2 separate regions of the Triticum aestivum genome follow, and region 1 is linked to region 2. The links are chromatin contacts, called in public Hi-C maps. All regions are on one chromosome and are shown on one strand. Each heading gives the region's core, a stretch centred on a gene start, on an enhancer-like site or on the middle of the called end of the contact. The rest is flanking DNA. Distances are from core to core; before and after follow the strand shown.

Region 1 (4,616 bases), core at 1,542-4,041, 130 kb before region 2:
CCCTATGTCTGTATACAAGTTTAGGGACTCACTTGTCCAGTTGTCTAGATCATGGATCAAAATGACATTTTCGCACACACACAAAAAGGATCTAAATGACATGATGCGCAAGTTTTGCACCCCATGCCCATGGCTCACTTTACAGAATTGGTAAAATGCACGCTACACCATTCACAATGTTGTGCTTCTCCTGTTGCATTGTTTCCCTACCAGCAGGGTGCAGATGATGTGCTTTGAATGTCGTACTGCAAGTAATTGCAAGTTGTTCTTTTCAGACTTTTCTAAGCATCATTTCCAGAGTTTTATATATCCACCACTCTAAAAAGTACTAACAGTTATGAACATTGTTGCAGTTCGGCGACCTGAGACGTTTCTTCCTCTCAGCTTTCTACCACTTGAGTGAAGGTCACTTCTTCATGAACATGGCTTCTCTCTTGCGCACGGGGGCAAAGCTTGAAACATCAATGGGCAGTCCCGAGTTTGCTTGCATGGTGGTTTCCTTGCTTGGCCTTTCTCAGGGCTTCACACTGCTCTTGTCTAAGGGCTTGCTTTCGCTCGGCAACGACATGGCGTATTATCAGTATTCTGCTGGATTTAGTGGAGTGCTGCTTGGCATGAATGTTGTGCTGAATGCCCGAGAAGGCGATGTTGTCTGGCATGGGGTGACCGTTCCTGCAAAGTATGCGACATTGCTTGAACTAGTACTCGTCCATGCTTTCAATCCGGAGGCGCACTTGATTTGCAATGTTGGTGGGATACTTGCTGGCCTGGCCTACCTTTTACTGAGGCACGGTCCAGAACGTCTCGTTCCTATGTTTTCAGGCATTGCAGACGTCGTGAGTCAGCCGGCGAGATTTGCTAAGAAACTTCTAAGGCCAGCAGCACATATTCGGGGGAGCAGTGTCCGGCGCCATGTTGCACCGGCGCAAGAAGAGGTTGGGCAAGGTATGCGGTGGAGATGCATAACATGTTCTTGTGACAACTCGCGTTACACAGATGTCTGTGAGATGTGCAGCACTCCGCACCCGGACCATGCCTTTTCCCGCAGACGGCATCTCCAAGACGATGGAAACAACGAGCTCTCAGTCGAGGAGATCCGCCGTAGGAGGCTCGAAAGATTTGGAGGATGATGTAGTCTGCACCAACGCAACTTCCATAGGGAAGTAGCAGTGCAATGTCCAAGTAGTCCGCACGGAGAATGGCAGGCATCTGCCCGTTTTGTGCTAGATGGTTTAGTGTTCCTTGGTTCTAGCATTAGTTATATGTGGAATGCTTTACGTAATTGAAATTGGTCTTAATCACCATTACTGTTGCTGATACAGTTATGTTCTTTAGCTTGAATCTTTGACAACCAGAAAGCAGTTTCCCGGTGATGATTTAAATTGGTGTTTAGGTGGTAGCTGCAGATTAGACACCTGTTGTGCTTTACACAGGTTTTATTTATATGCATTGCCTTGTGAGAGGAGCACTGAATCACTTCTCACCCATCTGTCCGATATGTGAGACCTTTCCGTCTAGTGGAAAGATTCGATTCAGCCTGCCTGCCAGACAATCTGTTTTCCATTATGAAGATCCAAGGATCGATCTCACTTGCATAGCATCTCTCAGTGCCAATTTTGTCATCTGATTCGATTCGACAGAGAGGCACTTTGGTGGGAGTTACTAAAACTGGTGTACGACTGCATAATACTGCCTGGTAGTAGACATACAAGCAACACGGCGTGGATTCTGGCTATGGTTTCATGGTTTGGAACTCATGAAATTGCACAATTTTGTACTACTACTACTACTACAAAGCTTCGAATTGGTACGTATATTACCCGGGGAAACTGGTACTCACTCCGTTCCAAATTACTCGTCGCAGAAATGAATATATCTAGAACTAAAATACATCTCGTCCCAAAGGGGGCAATGTCTCGTGGTACAATTTTAGTCTCACACCCAAAACAGGGATAGCATCCGAGAAGAGAAAAAAGCAGGCTCCCTACTTGTGCGTGTTGCATTCTTGGCTGTAGAAATCGTTGCGTTCGATCAGGGATCTGGTCCCTGCCGCGACCACCTTCCTTGAGGGGGGCCTGATTGCCTTGGCCGTCACCGGCGTGCCATGTTCGTCGCTGGCCGTGCCGCTCCCCCTCCTGCTCCGCCGGATCGGATGGCTCGTCCAGCAGGAGAGGCGGCTTCTGGGGGAAGAGAAAGACGATGATAGCCTGTCTCGGATGGTCTTGGTGATCTCGCCCTTCTTTTTTTCCTTGCTCGTGCTATTATTGTCCCCTTCGGTGGCCGGCGGCGCGCTGGGAGCGGGCGGCTGCGGCGGAGGACGCCGTCGGCGGAGAAGCCCCGTGCGAGCGCCTTCCTCCTCATCTCCACCCTCTCGCGCCTGCCATGAGAGGAAAGCAACACCGGAATCACCCCAGCTACCTTGGTCGATGGGCGCACGCCGGGGAGTAAATATAGTCAAAAATGACGAAGCGTAGGTAGGAGGTGATGAGAGGGTGGAGGCGGTGCGAACCTGAGCCAGGATGGACGAGGGATGGATGGGAGGAGTTTGCTGCCGCAGAGAGGAACCGGTGCGGTGCGGTGCGGTGCCGGTGGGCGCCTTCTCCTTGAAATCAGAGGGGAGGTCCGCAATTCCGCCTCCCCTTTTCAGGCGCTGTTTCCACACCCGAAAGTCTCTCTTTCCAGCCCCATTCGAAACTCTGAATTTGGTCGGTCGTATCCTACTCTCTTCGCCCCCCAAAAAAGTGTCGCTAATAATATGAACATAAAAATGGAGCATTCTAGTTTAATAAAGTAAATACTCTAATTTGAAAATACTGAGTTCTATTGATTGGAATAGGCCCTGGGGTTGAAGAAGGTCCCATGGGTTTGGTTGTTTGCTGGGAAAACAAGTTTTCTTTCTTTCAAATAATTTTTACGAACATGCTTTTTTCACAGCCATATTTGGAACATATAGACTCTAGTAATCATGCACGTGCAATGCAACGCCTTATAAATATAGAAATGATTGTGTGACTCCTATATTTAACCCAACAATTAAGGGATGAAAATATTCAATCTAGCTCACACACAAACAACCACTCTCAAAGTATTAATAGTCATAATTACAATTCAAGTTTTATAATAACCTGGAATTGATGTGTTCGTTGCAAATTCAGACTATCTTATAGTCATAATTACAATAAAACCTTCGATCCATTTTATCACTAAAGATTCTTCAACACTCAGGGAATAGCTTTTGTGCTTACAAACTTGATTTTTCTAAAGCATTTGACTGTGCAGATTGGGAATTTTTAAGGCAGGCGATGGAAAAGTTTGGCTTTGCTCACCAAATCGTACTGCGGGTAATGACATATGCGATCTTTTTGAGATACTCCATGAAATTCAATGGAGCCATCTTGGATCCGTTTGCACCGATGTGTGGGCTTCGGCAAAGTGATCCCCTATCCTCGTTCTTATTCTTATTGGTGGCTGATGGTTTGTCCGTGCTACTCATATGGGATGCAGAAATATGTGCTTTTGATCCACTAAAAATCTGTCGGAGATCTCTGGGTATTTCCCGCCTTCTCTTTGCTGATGACACTATGTTGTTCTTGAAGGTGAACCCACATCAAGCAAATTATAGGGACTTATTGCTAGCCATGCTCAGATGACTGGTTAGTATATTAATCCTCGTAAATGTTCAATAGAATTTGGTGAGAGGTGCTCCATGGCTATGCAGCAAGAGGCCAGACTTGTTCTGGACAATGTGAGTACTGAATTTGAATCATAGTATCTTGGTCTCCCAACTCCAGAGGGCAAGATGCACAAAGGTAAATTTTAAAATTTGCAAGAAAGGACTACACCAACATAGCTTGATATGGGGGATGGCATCTCTTAGGCCAGTAAAGAGACCTTGATTCAATCAGTTGCACAAGCGACCACGACATATATTATGAGTGTGTTCAAACAACCGATGTCAGTGTGATGATTTAATAAGATCCATTTGAAATTTCTAATGGGATTCAAAGAAGGTAAGTGAAAGGTGCACTGGATGGCATGGGCGAAAATTATTCAGCCAAAATGCCAGGGTGGACTGGGTTACTGGGACTTTCATCTCTTCGATCAAGCATTACTTGTGAGCCAAGTGTGGAGGCTTCTCACCTGACCAGACTCACTGTGTACCCAGGTACTGAAAGCAAAGTACCTAACCGGGCTCTCGAGGACACTGTGTTTTCAGGTAATGCATCCTCAACATGGCATGCTATTCATAACGGACTTGAACCGTGCAAGAAGGGGTTGATCTAGCATGTTGGCAACAACAGCAAAATTAGGATCTGTAGGGATTCGTAGCTGCCTCATCCGGTCTCATACATGCCAGTCTTCCAGTGGAGAACATGTCAGCTACTATGAGTAGCGGAGCTCTTGGACGATGCCAATCGATGAAATGGCGAACTCCTGCACCGCCACTTCCTTCCTATGGATTTGGTAGCCATCATGTAAATCAAACAATTTTTTTCTTTTTTAACGGATACGCAAAGCTTGCGTATCTTTTCATTGATGGAAGAAGAGAAAGTTAGTACAATAGAGGGTACAATACACTATACATGGCATGAATGCAAGAAGGCATGATCATGGAA
Region 2 (4,797 bases), core at 2,188-4,687:
GGAGCATGGCATGATCGAGTTCATGACCAAATCCGGCATCCTGACTGCGAAGAAAGTTCCTGCGCCAGGGGGCGCAGGCGAGGCCCACGGGAAGCTGTTTATTGAGCTGAATTTCCCCATGATTGATTTCCTGGACTGCAACGAGATGCCGTCGATTCCAGAGACCCTAAACGGCGCACCAGTGGTCAGTGTTCACAAATCGGCGGCCGACGGTGATCTCATTGTACTGTCTCTCCCCTGTTTTACCTGCATCATTACATTCCAAAATAAACTTCCCCATTTTAAGATGGGCATGTTGGTGCTGCTATGATCATTCTCCTAAGCTAAACAGCTATACTGTATTCTCTTAGTTTCTCCTATCTCAGTTGTGCTTCTGAAAAATCAACTGCCCAATAAACAGCTGGTGGCTTTCAGGTGGAACTTTCTTCAGCAAAAGAGGTTGCCGACATCCTTCCTAACATCGAAGAAATTAAGAAGTTGTCATGTGGTGGTATCATGGTTACAGGACCGGCACCTGCTGGATCTGGTTATAACTTCTTCACACGTTTATTCTGCCCGAAATTTGGGATGGATGAGGTGATGTCCTTTCTTAGTCCAAAGTTGTGTATACAAATGGTGAAGCTTGTTTAACTTACCAAGGTATCGAGCATTTGAGTAAAAAACAGTATGGAGCTAAGTATAAGAAAGTCGATGCAGGAGTGCCTCTCCCAACACCTAATTGTGCTCATGTCTCAAATATGTCACTACATCTTTCATTCTGGATAGCATAGTCCTGTAGTGTTGTCTACTTCCAGCATGCTCTGAAGTCTGAACCCTGCTTGTCCTAGACAAATTAATATCATCATGAGTTACTTCTGTTTAGCTAGAATTTTATCTATATTCACAATATCGATTAGCAGGCTAAGAGCTGCTTTGACTAGTAGTGTTATCTATGGTAGAACAAACTTTATCTCAGTGGATGCTTGTAATTATTGTTGAGGAATGAGGAATCGATGCCCTGCTTGCAAGTTGCAATTATAGAGTGCCACCATTTGTACTAGTTGAAATCTGTATAGGAAAACCCTCGTTCATTTAAATTAATCTTGGGCGTCCATTGGCTATTGATATTGTGCATGTAATGCAGCCTCATCTTTCATACAAGTCGTAACCCCTGATTTCTGTATTTTTGCAGGACCCTGTTACTGGCAGTATACATTGTGTATTGGGACCCTTTTGGGGTAGAAAGCTTGGGAAGCAAAAACTGACGGCATTTCAAGTATGCTTTCGACGTTTTAATTGTTTGGATGTATATATTTTATTTTACAATAATAATGCCACAACATGCGCTCAATCAGCGCTAAATCATCGTGTTAATTTTTCCTTCATGTGATCATTTCCATGTATCATCAGGCATCTCCAAGGGGTGGAACGCTATACCTGGAACTGGATGACGCAAATCGGCGAGTGAAAATCCAAGGAGAAACCGTTACTGTCATGTCCGGGACACTCCTGGTGTAATATGCATGCTGCTTGAAAACTTTCAGGCCTCCTTTGGTTTAGAGGAATTTCATAGGAATTCTAGAGGATAGGATTCTTATAGGATTTTTTTCTTTAGAGCCCTTTGGTTCATAGGAATGGATTCCTATTCCTATATAGGATTGGTTCCTATCCTCCACATTTCATAGGAAAATAAAAAAGAGCCTAGACTCAGTGGAAAAATTCCTTTGGTGTCAACCAAATGACATCTTGTTTCTTATTCCTACTCATAGGATTTGAGATACATGTCATCTCATTTCCTACAAGATTCCTATTCCTATAATAATCCTATCCTATGAACCAAAAAAGGCCTCAGTGGTTTTTTGAGGGTCACTACGCCGGCCGTGTATGATCTGAACCTAAAACAATGGATGCTTAAAATATACATTGACATAATTGCAGTTATGGCAGATAGATATTATGTGGAAATCGACTCTGTCGTGCTACATCTATATCTATATATATATATATATATATATAACTACTATTAAAGGGAGGTGATATTCTTATTTTCGTCCCGCTTTGTTTTGTCCCGCTTCAATTAATTTCACATACGCTATTTGGTAACCATCCGTTTTGGCCCAATTGAGGAAGCTCACCCGACGGCACATTGTGGCCCAGGTCCGCAGAACTGGCAAAAAATAAAATTGCCGATGGGAGGTTTCGATCTCATAACCTGCCAACCGGTCACACATAATTTATCCAACTGACCCAGCTAGAGACGTGAGATAATGTTTTTTTTTCTCTCGTTGTAACACACGGGTTTTTTTGCTAGTAGGACTTATTACTGAAAGTGCAAATTCAGGGAGAAACTGTTACTTTAATGGATGGGCACGCTACTAGCTTAGCTAGCAGGCCATTGCCATCCATCTAGCAATTTCCTGTGCTGGGAATCGAACTATCGATGACAGTCCACCATCCATGGAATAGTATGATCTTTGATACTATTTCCAATTGTGTTTGATGTTATTTGCAATATGGGACTTAAAAACTCCAGAGCTCTTGTGGTTTACCTGAACAATGCCTTGCAAGGCCAAGACAACAAAAAATGCACTGTTAAAAGTACAAAAAGTTCAGTTACAGAATGGATTGCAAGTTTGTATAGGGAAAATGCGTTGTTTTCTGTAGTCCAGGTTGAGAAGGTCGGTGTGGGTATACCCGCTCGATGGACTGTCATTATCCACCCGATTACGAGAACCATTTAATTCTGCAATTAGCATGGGATTATTGTCAGTACCCGGTCGATTGCTACGAGGAAAAAATGTTGCAAACGAGTTCGGTCGATTATGATCTGATCAGAAGGTTGAATCCCCGAAGAAAAAGTCACGAGACAAAAAGGAACACAGGGAGAACATTCAGCGCTGGCTTTGTATATTTACATGTTCATTTCATAGAACTCGAGGCAACGAGGAATCACATGACACATCTTCTTCGTCCTCGGCAGCAAAACACAGAACAACCTCGAGGCGAATCGACCTCCTGAGTCAGCGGAAGGCTCAGGGCCACATCACGTCCACCGATATCCTGGACACGGCGGAGAGATCCTCCAGGTCCAACGACGACGGCTCCTCATCCTTCGCCGCCGTTGAGGTTGTTCCCCGCAGCTTCGGCTCCGTGGGCGCCCGCTCGCCCGTGGCCGCCGCGGGCCGGAATTCCCGCAGGCTGTGGCCGCCCATGTAGCAGTTGGCCTCCAGCATGCTGGTGCTCCCCGCGCCGCCGAGCAGCTCCGACAGCAGCAGCACGATCGAAGCCATCCTCCCAATGGCACCACTACCTCTCTGTTGGGCGTTGGCTTGGTGGTGTACTCGTGTAGTACTGCAACTAGCTGTAAGCCTGAACTGTTGATGGGGACTGTAGCGCTAGCAGCTCGGAAATTATGGCGCTGCGGATGAAGGAAGGGTGTGGTCTTTATATGCGCGCGGGCAGGTAACGGTGGGCCGTGTCCGCTGTGGTTTTGGACGTCTACGGCTCCGCGCGCACGCCATGAATGGCCGCCGCCTTGTTTGGTAGGAAGCGAGCGAGCGAGCTGACGGCCGCTGGGTTTCGGCCGAAACGGAGGGCGGAGAAAGCCACGGCCCCTTGTCTTGTCGTTGTCAACTTGCCATTTGTTTTTTCTGGGAGACGTGGTTTTTCTCTTTGGAGTGCAGCTGGCGTGAGCTGATGCATGGTATTATGCCGTGTCCCGTGCGGTGCGGTGATGGCTCGGACGGATCAGGTGATCCTGTGTGTGTCCTTGTCCAGGTTCCTGGGTTGCTGCCTTGCTCTACTCTACCGACGTTAGGTGGTGCCGGTACAACAGCCTGATGGATAGGCATTTTCCATTTTCCACGTGGCTAACCCGGTAATAGAGAATATATATCCGCTCAAAATGAAAATGTAAAGAGGGGATTTTTTTTCTATCATAAATGCTGCTTTTATTAACTTAAAATTTAGTATCGAGCATATAGAAGGCATGATGAGCAACATCTGACCACTGCAGACCTAAAATGCACACAACCAACCACCAATATTCTAGCAAAAAAAAGAAGATAGAAACAGACATATCGGCAGCAGTAAAGTCATATAAAACTGACACTAGGCCTATGTAGAGAGAAGGAGGTGATGGACCAGTTTGGTGATTATGCTGCCATCCAAGTTAGCCTAGGTCTAGGGTCCTGATTTTTTGTTTTTGAAAAAGCTCAGACTTTATTCATTTGTAACAAGTAGTAGATCGTTTCTGATGATCATTACAATTTCATTTAAAGGCTGCTCAAACCAATCAGAAGTCAAAGAAGATCTTGCTAATCTAGCCAGCTCATGAGCTACTTTATTTGCTTCCCTATTACAATGCTCAAATCTACCAGTAACGAAACCACAAGCATAATGGAAACAATCATCAAAGATTGTTGCCGCCGCACCCGCTGATTGTCCTCCATCATTCATAGTATCAATCCCCTCCGTATTATTTGAATTTATAGTAAGGCGATTGCATCCCGCCCGTTGTGCCAATGTTAGATCGAATTTTAGAGCTAAAACTTTTGCCATCAACACATCCACGCAAACATCTATTTTCTCATTCCCTCCAGCTATGAACCTTCCTTTGCCGTCTCGAAGGACCGCTCCCATAGAACCCCTAAGAAGATCGTCATCAAAAGAAGCATCAACATTAAGTTTAACGAAACCTCTTGGAGGACAAGACCAACTCTCCATTTTCATCGATGCCTTGGGGATAATGCATTAACAATTTTTTTTGTTAGAGCAAGAATCCCCATTGAGATGTGAGTTACATTTTGAGTTTTTTCA

The links. A called contact is a pair of places that touch in the nucleus more often than the background predicts.
Region 1: a contact with region 2 is called in a Hi-C map of leaf, with 4 times the contacts expected there. The contact joins the promoter of LOC123061048 here to the promoter of LOC123058270 in region 2. A contact is called at or near these places in 2 of 5 Hi-C or Micro-C datasets (both in leaf).

What each region holds. Positions count from the first base shown.
Region 1 is chr3A:223,734,372-223,738,987 of IWGSC CS RefSeq v2.1, reverse strand. It overlaps LOC123061048, which reads right to left and starts at 2,791. Exons shown (of 2, transcript XM_044483952.1): 1 at 2,510-2,791; 2 at 1,852-2,377. The coding sequence starts at 2,776. The coding sequence ends at 1,985. LOC123061047 (rhomboid-like protein 14, mitochondrial) reads left to right here. Exons shown (of 2, transcript XM_044483951.1): 2 at 354-1,334. The coding sequence ends at 1,130.
Region 2 is chr3A:223,602,169-223,606,965 of IWGSC CS RefSeq v2.1, reverse strand. It overlaps LOC123058270, which reads right to left and starts at 3,437. Exons shown (of 1, transcript XM_044481050.1): 1 at 2,849-3,437. The coding sequence starts at 3,269. The coding sequence ends at 3,012. It overlaps LOC123061046, which reads left to right. Exons shown (of 6, transcript XM_044483949.1): 3 at 1-223; 4 at 415-576; 5 at 1,172-1,255; 6 at 1,390-2,028. The coding sequence ends at 1,497.